Linked DNA regions of Mus musculus: region 1 is linked to region 2. Evidence: chromatin contacts called from public Hi-C data. All regions are on one chromosome and are shown on one strand. Each heading gives the region's core, a stretch centred on a gene start, on an enhancer-like site or on the middle of the called end of the contact. The rest is flanking DNA. Distances are from core to core; before and after follow the strand shown. Region 1 overlaps Akap7 (A kinase (PRKA) anchor protein 7). Region 2 overlaps Enpp3 (ectonucleotide pyrophosphatase/phosphodiesterase 3).

Evidence for each region. A called contact is a pair of places that touch in the nucleus more often than the background predicts.
Region 1: a contact with region 2 is called in a Hi-C map of the G1E-ER4 cell line, with 3 times the contacts expected there. The contact joins two enhancer-like sites. A contact is called at or near these places in 24 of 484 Hi-C or Micro-C datasets (B cells, the Ba/F3 cell line, CD8 T cells and 11 more), 4 of 115 datasets of contacts at active chromatin or transcription factors (embryonic stem cells, extraembryonic endoderm stem cells and trophoblast stem cells) and 2 of 9 other capture datasets (embryonic stem cells and liver).

Annotation. Positions count from the first base shown.
Region 1 is chr10:25,234,394-25,239,835 of GRCm38.p6, reverse strand. It overlaps Akap7 (A kinase (PRKA) anchor protein 7), which reads left to right. Exons shown (of 8, transcript NM_001379238.1): 6 at 98-210. Among named protein-coding and RNA genes, the nearest start is that of Gm25016, 29 kb to the left of the region's middle. Within about 2 kb of position 2,890, at least 5 of the 459 cell types and tissues checked have an H3K27ac peak or open chromatin away from gene starts, as enhancers often do. A contact at or near this core is called in the G1E-ER4 cell line, where this site is marked.
Region 2 is chr10:24,783,581-24,789,109 of GRCm38.p6, reverse strand. Enpp3 (ectonucleotide pyrophosphatase/phosphodiesterase 3) reads left to right here. Exons shown (of 25, transcript NM_134005.2): 18 at 1,213-1,391; 19 at 2,597-2,651; 20 at 4,166-4,320. Among named protein-coding and RNA genes, the nearest start is that of Enpp3, 50 kb to the left of the region's middle. Within about 2 kb of position 2,814, at least 9 of the 459 cell types and tissues checked have an H3K27ac peak or open chromatin away from gene starts, as enhancers often do. A contact at or near this core is called in the G1E-ER4 cell line, where this site is marked.

The DNA of each region.
Region 1 (5,442 bases), core at 1,641-4,140, 450 kb before region 2:
TTATAATACAGTTAGTCATCTCTTGAATCAACCTCTTAATAACTAAAGATAACTGTGTGTTACAGTAGCACTTTTGTGTTCTTTTTATCTTCTTCAGAGACTGCGAAAAGAACATTTCGGGAAAAAGGCATCCTAGCTGGAGAAAGCAGAACTTTTAAGCCCCACCTGACCTTTATGAAGCTGTCCAAAGCACCGATGCTCAGGAAGAAGGTGGGTGCTCGTATGTAACGCTGGCCTTGGTTTGCAGGGCACAGCAGGCTGCAGCGTAGTTAGGGGTGTAAATGATAGTTTGTATTTTTTGGCGCCCTAACCTTCTTGTTCCTGGGACCCTTGGTCAATTCAGTTCTAACCCAAGGGTGTCGGAGATCTCAGTGTTTCTAGGAAGCTGTTAGAGCTTGTTTGCTGCGTGGTTGTTAGGTGCACAGCGACACCTCTGATTGCTGTGGCTTCTTTTGCGACTCCTCCCAGGAGAAACCTCTAGATGGTGCCAGAGGTCACTCGTGCCACCTTGGTTAGGTCTTCTGCCTCCTTCAGCTCTAGGGGCTTTTCCCCATGCTAGCTGGCCTTTATTCACCTGCTGCTCACTGCAGTCTGCGGTTCAAGCCCAAGCTGAGGAAGACAGTCTCGCGCTTTAGCCCAGGGGTTTCTTACTCAATTTAACTCACCAGCTGACTTCTGTTATAGCAGAATTTCTGAGATGAGCGTACAGATCAGTGTCCACTCCCAGCCCCGCGTTCTCCTCTGCCCTTGTTAAGGCTTGTTTGCAGCTTTATGAAGAAGGTCATGCTTATTAGTAAGTAGCAACCTCTCCCCGCCCCCGCCCCGCCCCGCCCCGCCCAATTTAGCATGTTCTGTTCTCAGAACTGTTTTTTTTTTTTGTTCTTTAAGCATGGGTTTGAGTGATCTATCCTGTGCTTATGTGCTGTCTACAAACTGTTGTTAAAGACGCCCTCAAAAAGATATCTTGCCTATTGTTGATAGTTATGTGAACAATTGATTAACGTGACCATGAGGCATGATTACAAAAATTCATTTGGTAAAATGACTATGTAAGTACTAGTCTTTGCAGCCCTGAGTGGCAGCCCGCAGAGCCTATAGACTGTTTGCTTCTCACTCACTATCTTTCTTGTTTTGCTGTCAATGGATCGTCGTCTTCCAAGTGGTTTCCCACTTAACCCCAGAGTGAAAACTCGGTTGTGAAGGTAATTCCCCTATTATAAATGCTGCTTTGTCTTTACGATATCAACTTGCAATGGGAGCACCCAGCGACGTTCACCAAATGGATGTTTAATTGCCCAGGTTCTGGATTTCAGCCTTTCAGACTGTCTGCATGTGGTTTCTTGGCAGTTAGCTGCGTAGAATCGACTCCCTCGTCTCCCCCAGAGGGAAGGGATGTGGCACTCAGGTTTAAATGCTTTAAGCGAGGTTGCGTCCTCGAGTTCTAATTCCTGTCTCTGTGTCTATTTTCAGTCTCATGTTCTTCCCTCTCACCGGCCAACTGCAGGTCACCCAAGTTCATTTATAAATATGGGGAGCATCTATTAGAAGCCATGATTTGGTAGCGATTACGTGCTGGGGACGGTTGCTTTGACCTAGGCTGGTAATCAAGATGGAAGGTTTCTGCTCGAATGATGTATGAACTTGAAACCAGGTTGCATTCTGTTTAGATTAGAAGGCTGAATCTACGGAGAACAAATTACCGCATCCTCTCTGTTCTCCATGGAGGAGATGCAACAAGGCCCCCAGTAAGTGCCTGACAGCACAGCCACCACTCATCACTGTATGTGTTCTCATCCCCACATGTGTGCTTACTCACTCAGAGGGGTTTATCTTCGATACATCAAATGCCAGCATCAGCCCTGTGCACTTTGGGGCCTTTATTATGTAAATGTAAGAATTACTTAAATTCTGTGATGCCGAGACAACCGGTCTGATCTCAGATGTGGTGACCGAGTGGCTACGGGGAGCTCCCTGTAGTTAGTGTGACTCTGTTGGTAAAGGGTTGATTCCCATCCTGGGTGGGGCCGGGTAGCAGAGGGTCTCATGCTGCTCAGAAAGGTGCATAATTCAAGACTGGTACGTTCTCTCTCTCTGGAATATCTTTCACTGGGTTCTAGTGCCCACTGTCAGCCTCCTTTTATGATGAGGCCTCCTTAAGTTGCCCAGGCTGGCCTTCAATTCTTGGTCCTCCTCCTCCTTCTCCTTCTCCTCCTCCTTCTCCTCCTCTGTCTCCCAGAATTGTGGGTGTGTATCACCAGGGAAGCTATTTCTCAAATTTTCTATTCAATACTTTTAAAGTGTGGTTGATCACAGAGAACTGAAAGTTTACATAAAGGTGCTGTTGTGGAGAGCCCTGGGGCTAATTATATCTGATGTTAATTCTGTTCTCCTGTGAGTGGTTGTGAACATGGAATTCTTCAGCCCTCAGGTGATTTCCTGTAAACCTGCTTAATTTGTAAAATAAAGGAAAGCTGAGGATTGGGCAGATAAAAGGGAAGTTGGAGTGGAAGGTGAGGAGAGAGAAGGAGAAAATGGAAGAGGGAGAGGATGCAGAGGAGGAGGAAGAAGAAGAAAAGCTGAGCAGAAGCACATGGCCTGGAGAAACCGCAATTTCTAAAGGGTCTCATAGATGTGGAAGATGATAGTGTAGTGGTAGATCTCTCTAATCTAGGCACACAGCATGTAATCATATTAACTGAGTTGTGTTTTCATTGCCAGGGCATATGTGGGTTGGAGAGTTACCACAACAAGGTGGGGCTTCTGACTGCCTGTTTAGATCCTTCCGCCTTCCGCCTTCCGCCTTCCCCCTTCCGCCTTCCACCCCTCCAGGTGCCTGGCCTGCTGCTTTCCATTGGACACCTCCTCCTGGGCAGTAACGTATCACCGTGTCAGCAGTTCTTTGCTGTCATCTTAGAGAACTAATTTTTGATGTAGAATCTGAGGTCTAGTGCTCTCAGGATAGCCTAGACTGACCTTTAGAACAGTGGAGTGCCTCTAGTGCCTCTAGTGCCAGTCACAGTATTTGAGACCAACATTTGTTAAATCAGTTCTTGGTACAGGGACAGCAAGGATTATAAATAGTGGCTTGTAGAGTTGGAACAGCTCTTTAAGTTGTCAACCATGTATCCAGCATTGAAAAACATTGCAAAAAGGTATATTACTGAGGCTGGAGAGACGGCCCAGCAGTTGGGAGCATTTGTTGCTCTTGCAGAGGACTCGGGTCCAGTCCCTAGCACACATGGTGGCTCACAACATCTGAAACTCCAGGTCCAGGAGATCTGCTGTCCTCCTCTGAACCTCCAGAGACTCCAGGCATACACTTGGTGCACACCTGTACTCGAAGATAGAACACTCACAGATGTAAGATGAAATATAAATGTGTATTCTTTAACCAAGATGCCTTTGTTGCTGATATTATCATAAATAATCTTAATAAGGAAGTTCTTTGTGCATGAAGATGTCCATGCAAGCATTAGCAGTGCTAGAGAACGGTTAGGAATGATGACTATGGTAGAGGGACATTTAAGTGAGCCATGTAAAGTATACCAGTGATTTCAGCATGTGTATATAAGGACCCTATAACAGTATAAGGAAGTAAATGAAATTTAGAATGCACCGTCACCAGAGATCTGTCATGAAGTTTGGGAGGTTGCTTTGCATAACATTTACTGTGTCTGTTAATGTCTTTCAGAGGTGAAGAGCGACTTCCCAGTGCTCTCTTAGCCAGTGGTCTTTCTGATGGCGACCTCAGTATCCCTAGATTCATGAACTCCCCTCGGCATATCAAAGATTCTTACTTGGCTAATATTTGCTGGGTTCCAATGGAAGATGGCCCTGGTGACTGAGTTTAGTAAGAAGTGGTTATGGGCAGGTCAGATGATAAGTCAGGAGTGAGGGATGCCACTGGTTTTCGAGGATGTAAGCTTTCTATCACCTTGGAGGGTGCTCATTAGTGTCTAGGAGAAACATAAGGCTTTATCCAGGAGAGCCAGGGCTACAGAGAAACCCTGTCTTGAAAAAAACAAACAAACAAAAAAATTTGTTTTTTATTATACTTGTTTGTGTGTGTGCACGTGTGTAAGTAAGTACATGAATGTCATGGTGTACACACACATATGAAGATCAGAGGACAACTTACAGGAGTCTGTCCTCTCTTTCCACCACGTGGGTTCCAGGTAGCTAACTACTCCGGTGATCAGGCTTAGCAGCAAGTGGCCTTGAGCCACCTCACCAGGCCATAGCTTTTATATTTCGGCTTGACATGCTAGAAGGACATTTGGAAATAATTTTGGGTGTGATACTGAAGTATCCCCAAGACACTGGTGGTGGTTTTGTTGGGGTTGATGACTGTGTGTGTATGTGTTTTAAGAGGTGTGCTAGGCAGAAAAGGGCTGTAGATTAGCAGAGGCAATCTTGCTTGTAAGGCAGCAGGATAGACAGTACACCTACTGGTAATTGTAGGAGACACAACCCTAGAGATTAGGTTTCCTTTTTTCGTGTAGTCTTTGTCATCTTTTAATGACCCCAAAAGCTATTATCCATGTTAAAGTTAAAGGAAAATTCACAGTCTGAGCTGTAACAGGGTTTTTTTTGGGGGGGGCATAAAATATTTCATTATCATTGTGAATGGAGCCTGTGCACTCAACCCACTAAGGTCCAGCCCCAGCCCAATGGTGGCTCTCTTTACATCACATATGAAGGGGACACCAAAGCAACTGCTCTCTGAGGGGGAATCTCTGTAATAAAATTGAAGTGACATGAATTGTCTTGTTTTATAACCCAAGAAAAATCACATAATGTCTTCTGTGTTTAATCACGGGGCAAGCATTCTTTGTTCCTGTCCTGAAATCTCTACATGGTAAGAATTTTGATCAATAGTCTGAGTTCATTTTAGAGAGAGAGGTTTTCGTTTTGGTTTGAACCTCCAGCTGGCTTTCTTGTATGTATGGAAGGACAGTGACAGAGGGAATGTCCTCAGGTTCTTCTAGAAAGGTGGTGGCAGTTTAGAAACCTTACAATACACACAACTATGACAACAATAGGGAAATGGTGCATACAACCATTTTTGTGGCATACAATCTTTGTGGCTTTGTCACAGGATCTCATTGCTATTCCTGACTGGCTGAGAATCACTGTGTAGACCAGGCTAGCTTCAAACTTATAAGGAACTCTGCCCCACCCAGTGCCAGAGTTACAGGTGTGTGCTGCTATGCCAGTACATACTCGGCATCCTAGGTAAAACTGGAAAGTTATTATAGATACCAAGTTATGTGCAAGTCTGGTCAGAACAGGCTAGGATATATCACAGGACTGCATGAAAAGTCTCTGGGTTGGGAAGCAGCCCTGTGGGTGGAAGATGGGGGTCACTCCAGATTTTCACTGCAGAGGAAGAAGGCAAAAAGGGTGTGGGAGGGGCCAATGAGGAGATGCATCTCAGGGGTA
Region 2 (5,529 bases), core at 1,565-4,064:
ACCCAGGTGTGGATGACTGCGGGTTGGGACTACACAAAGTCCATTAGGAAGTATCTTCAAACAGCCTTGGATGCGGCTCTGCCTTCAGGAGCCCAGGGAATCTGCTCCAGTCTTTGGCAGGAAGGGCATCTGCAGAGTGTTTGAGATAAGTGCTGTCAGATTGAGTTCTTATGTTCAAGGCAGAAAGGACGGCAACAGATGGTCCAACACTGCTAACCCGGAGCTGTGTGGCCCCTTCCTCCCTAATTCTTTGTTCATTTCAACGAAAGTGAAGGGTTTATTATCAACACTAATAGTGATTTTTAATAGATTTGAATAGATTTGACAGTAGGCGCCCGCCCAGTGCCTCAGGGAAAGATGGTTTGCCCTTATTTGTCTCACCAAAGCTAGTTTCTCACTAGACCTGAGAAAGAGTCCCTCTCCAGCAAAAAGTGTCAGTTAGGCATAGTTTCATATGACCCTGCTATCATTCAGAGCTTCTAAAAAGATAATGCCTATTAAATATTTAATATAATTTGTTTTTATAGGAAGAATAGAAAATGTTCTGTAAATAAAGAATAAAATTTACTGCTTTAATGTTTTTATTATGCCGTGTGTGTGTGTGTGTGTGTGTGTGTGTGTGTGTGTGTAATGACAGCAGTGACATGGATGCTGAAAATTAAATTAGGGTCTTCTGCAAGAGCAACAAATGCTTCTAACCATCGAGTCATCTCTCAAGCCCAAAGAACACGGTTTTGTAATTACAAGTATTGTGGTTTATGCCTTTTAATCCCAGCACTAGGGAGGTAGAGGCAGGTGGATCTCTGGAGTTCCAGGCCACCCTGGTCTATACAACCAATTCCAAGCCAGCCATGGCTACATAGTGAGGGCCTGTCTGAACAATGCCAACAAACAACAAAGAGGATAGCATCTTAATACTTGACACTCATGGCATGCTTAGGTGGCAAGGTGATCATTTAAGCAATGTAGCTTTTCTCTAGAGAAATAGAAGTTCATGCAGATTCATCATGGAGATGGTTCCAGTGTAGACAGACAAGAGGCTGAGGACTTTGGGAAATGAAACTCAGCTAAGTCACATCTGGAAACAAATCTACAGGCGGCAGAATTGATAGCAGGCATTACAGTGTGGGTGGTTTTGTCATTCATATCCCACAAAGGCATTCATTGATGCCTTCCATTTCCAAGCTATATGGAATTTTTTTTTTTTAACAGATCTTCTGCACATTGAACCAGCACCAAACAACGGTACTCATGGCAGTCTGAATCATCTTCTGAAGACACCGTTTTACAAGCCATCACATGCAGGAGAGTTGTCAACGCCTGCTGACTGTGGTTTTACTACTCCCCTGCCTACAGACCCACTAGACTGCTCATGCCCTGCACTACAGAATGTGAGTGACAATTTCATGTCTTTACAAGAATGTAAAGGCGCCATCTTACTTACTGAGTAATTGCATATGGTTTCTCTGAACTTTATCAGGAAGTGAGAGATTATGGTGTGTACACTATTCGAGTAAGTGTGTGTGTTGAACTTTCTTTAACCATTCAAAATAGTAATCTTGGTGCTCTTCAAGTTCCCTTTTAAACCCCTTTCTTACAGTAAAATCAGACGAGCATCCTCAGCTACTTAGAACAAAGCGGCAGGGATTATAATCAGGTTTTAGGCACACGCAGTGGTGTGTGCTGCATGGCATTTGTTGAGCAGTGGTATAGAGTCAGCAGGAGGCAAGGGAACACTGCAAAAATGGCAGTGTGTGCTGAGCCAGTCCTTTTAACAGATTGAGCCCTGGGCTGAGTCCAGAAGGACGGCTTCAGATCCCAGGAGACTCTTGAAAAGGTTAAGTTTCACTGCTAGGAAGAGACACAAGGGCAAAGACTCAGAAGAGGAACTTACAGTGTAAGAGGTACATGTAGGAATTGCTCCTTACTGCTGTGGGTGAAGACTTTAGAGGACAGAAAGTCCAGTGAAGCGTCTCACGTCCACAGGAAAATCTCCTCCTAGGGTTGTGGTGTTCTTCTCTTTGCATTTAACTTCCGATCGAGAGTTCCTACATTCTGTTCCAGATAGCCTCAGTAGAGCTGCCATAAAAAATCATGAATAACATAAAATGGGTGACTTGTTCCACATTGTGGAGATAGAAGGGGCCCAAGAGAAGTCAGATATACTAGTCAAGGTTTTTCAAGCCTAGTCTATCTGAATACAATCCCAGCATCCCTCTCTGTAAAGCGTGCCTCTTGCTGTTCAAAATGTGGTCTTAGAACCTGCTTATATATCTCTTCTCAGTCAGAAAGATGTGCATAATTAATTTCAGGCCATACCCCAGACTTGCTCAGTCAGAATGTGAATTTTAACAAGTCCTTATGGAAGCTATATTCACAGAAAAGTCTGAGATGCATTGGGATGCAATCATCCCAATTTAATTCCAGCTATGGTCAAGATGCTTGTTCCCATTAACAATATCTCTGCAAACACACACACACACACACACACACACACACACACACACACACACACACAATGGGGCAGAAATCCCTCTGATTTGTTTTGTTTTGTTTTTAACACTGACTTATCAGTTCTCTTCTCTCTCTTTTCTAGACGCCTGGTCTAGAAGAGCAAGCAAACCAAAGGCTAAATCTTAGCGAAGGCGAGGGTGAGTCGGTAGTAATGTGATGGTGAGAGCTAACAATACACAACACCACCCTTGGATTTCCCAGACTGAATTCAAGACTCTTGAATGTAGATTTTATGGGCAATATAAAGGAGGAACAAGCAAGCAAACCCAGAGTTCTAAGAGCAGAGTAGGCTTAGGGTTAGGCTTAGGCTTAGGCTTAGGGTTACAATGCTGGGGTGCATCTGCTAGTCCCTGTCGAAGATATGAACAGACTAAAGTGCTGGGCTTGTACCTGACCTCTGTGGCTGTCCTGTGCCTAACCTGGGCCCAGTCATTTCCTTTCACTGTGCTTCCATCTCTCCATCCGAAGTACTTGGACCCACCTCGCGCAGTTGTAAAGTCTGTAGAGAGAATTTACAAGTGTTTCCCTGCATTATTAGGACCATTATGTATTGAATTCCTAATGCTTCAGTTGAACCTTTTGTAGATAGGGATCCAGGCATTCTTAATATGTATAGAGGATTATTTTTGGACCTCTTGTAGATACCCCACATCTGAGGATGCTGGAGTCCTTTATATAAATAGGTGTTGTATGTGCATGTGGCATCTATGTCTCCCAAAAACTTTAAATTATTTTTAAATTACTTATAATATCCAATATAACATAAATGTTGTAAGAATAGTGATTATAGGACATTGTTTGGGGATGAATGATAAGAAAAAAAGCTTGCATATGCTCAGTTCAAATATATATATAAAATACTTTATTATATATACATATATATGTATATACATGTATATGAATGATATTGTCAAGCTGTTTTGGTTGAGTTATATTAACAACTTGCACATAAATAGAAATAGATGATACAGGTAGGTGGGCTGGTAGGTAGATACATAGATATACAGTTATGTAGACAGATGCTAGAAGCCATCAGCTCCTGCCCAGACAGATAGAGGGGTGACTTTGCAACAGAAGTTGACTTCACAGAGTTCTGGAAACTGAGTCCAACATCAAGGCGCCAGCAGATTCCATGCTGTCTCATTCTTACCTCGCAGAGCAGACATCAATAAAAATCTCTCTGGGGTCTCACCTCTAAGGTTCAAATCCCGTTTATTAGAGTTTTACTTCATGACCTAAATTATCTCGTAAAGGCCATCCCTCCAAGCACCATCACCCTGGGGGACAGAGTTTCAGTATGACTTAGGAAAGGCCAAAGCAGACATACTTTTTAATAAAACTCTAATATTTCTTTAGTTATTTAGCCTGTAAAATATGCACTTTTGCTCTTGAGTCTTTTTTTCTTTTAAACTATATCTTGAGAGCTCTTAATAGTAAAGCTGTGGAGGAGGCAGACTACAGATCTTTGCTTAGCACCTGGGTTGGCCTGGTTACTTATCTGAACTGTACTTTTGTGGTGGGCATAATGAGATAATAACCTATCTCCCAGGGTTGTTGTAAAATGTTACTCCAAATGCCTGATACATGCTCAGACAGTGGAGGTTACCAATTTTACTAATTTCACAAATGTTTTATGTGAATTCAATTTTAGTTGCAGCAACGGTGAAAGCAAATTTGCCATTTGGGAGGCCCAGGGTGATGCAGAAGAACGGAGACCACTGTCTCCTTTACCACAGGGACTACATCAGTGGGTACGGCAAAGCTATGAAGATGCCCATGTGGAGTTCATACACCGTTCTCAAGCCGGTGAGCTTTCAGCCCAGCGAGCAGCGAGCACCGGAAACATTCTGATGCTGGGCACCGCAAGGGTTGAATTCTGTTTTGCTGAAGGCTTCCCAAAGTGAGGGTGGACTTCTGCCACTTTTGAGGAAATGCTACAGATATGATAGAAAGGCCTTTATAGGTGGGAAGAGAGAAGGAAGGCAGTGTGTTGTGCCTGGAGAAGTTGGAAATAACAATTTAGGCCTAAGTGCCAAGGAGGGAGAAAAAGATGGTTCAAACAAGTACGCATTAACATTAATACCGTCCAATTAAGTTCTTTTGCAATTTTGTTAGTGTTGTTCCAAAAAAGCCAGAAGGTCATAAAAATATGGATTTGCGGCTCATATTTGGGATGTAAGTCAAGCAGGAAGCAAAAGGTGAGTGATCCACCCATCCATCTTCCTGGCTGTAAGGCAGGTGGACCTTGAAGGTGAGGGTGACTTACAAGGCTCTTGCCTCTGATTATTTAATGAGCATGTTGGTGTCTGCCGTGAGCTGTGAAAGGCACAGTATGAATATGATCTAACCCTTCCTTGAATGATCTGGTGCTCTAGAATGTGGTGTGAACCTATGTGTCATGTCACAGGTCTCTCTGGCCTGAAGTTGAGGATCTGCGGTGTAAATCTCCTTCCCTGTTCACTATCTGGCAAACCCCCAATTGCCCAATTGGCGCCAGAAGGGTTAGTCCCCATCATGAAGAAAAGACTAGATCCCTGACTCACAATGTACACAAAGCTAACCTGCTGCTTGACATATCCTAAATATGAATGGCAAGTCCATATTTCTCACTTACAGTTTTATGACCTTGGGGGTTTTTGGAACAATGCTAACAAAATTACAAAAGAACTTAATTAGACTACATTAATGCTAATGTGTGTTGAAAGGGCCATCATAGATTACTAGTACATTTGCATTGCACATTGAAACAAATTATAGATATCACAAATAGTGATTAGGATCTAAGATAATCAACCTCTATACATAAACACTAGAATGACAAACGTCTTAGCAGACGAACAGGAAAAACGACTCAAGTAATTCAGTCTCACTAGCAGTTAAGGAACTGTAGATGGAAGCAAAGCCTACCCCTATCCATCCATGAACCCCTTTGGGGAAGGCAGAGTTTTATTTGAGACTGCAAGACAATAATAGCACGGCCTGAATACTGCCAACTAAATGATATGGATCGGGTGA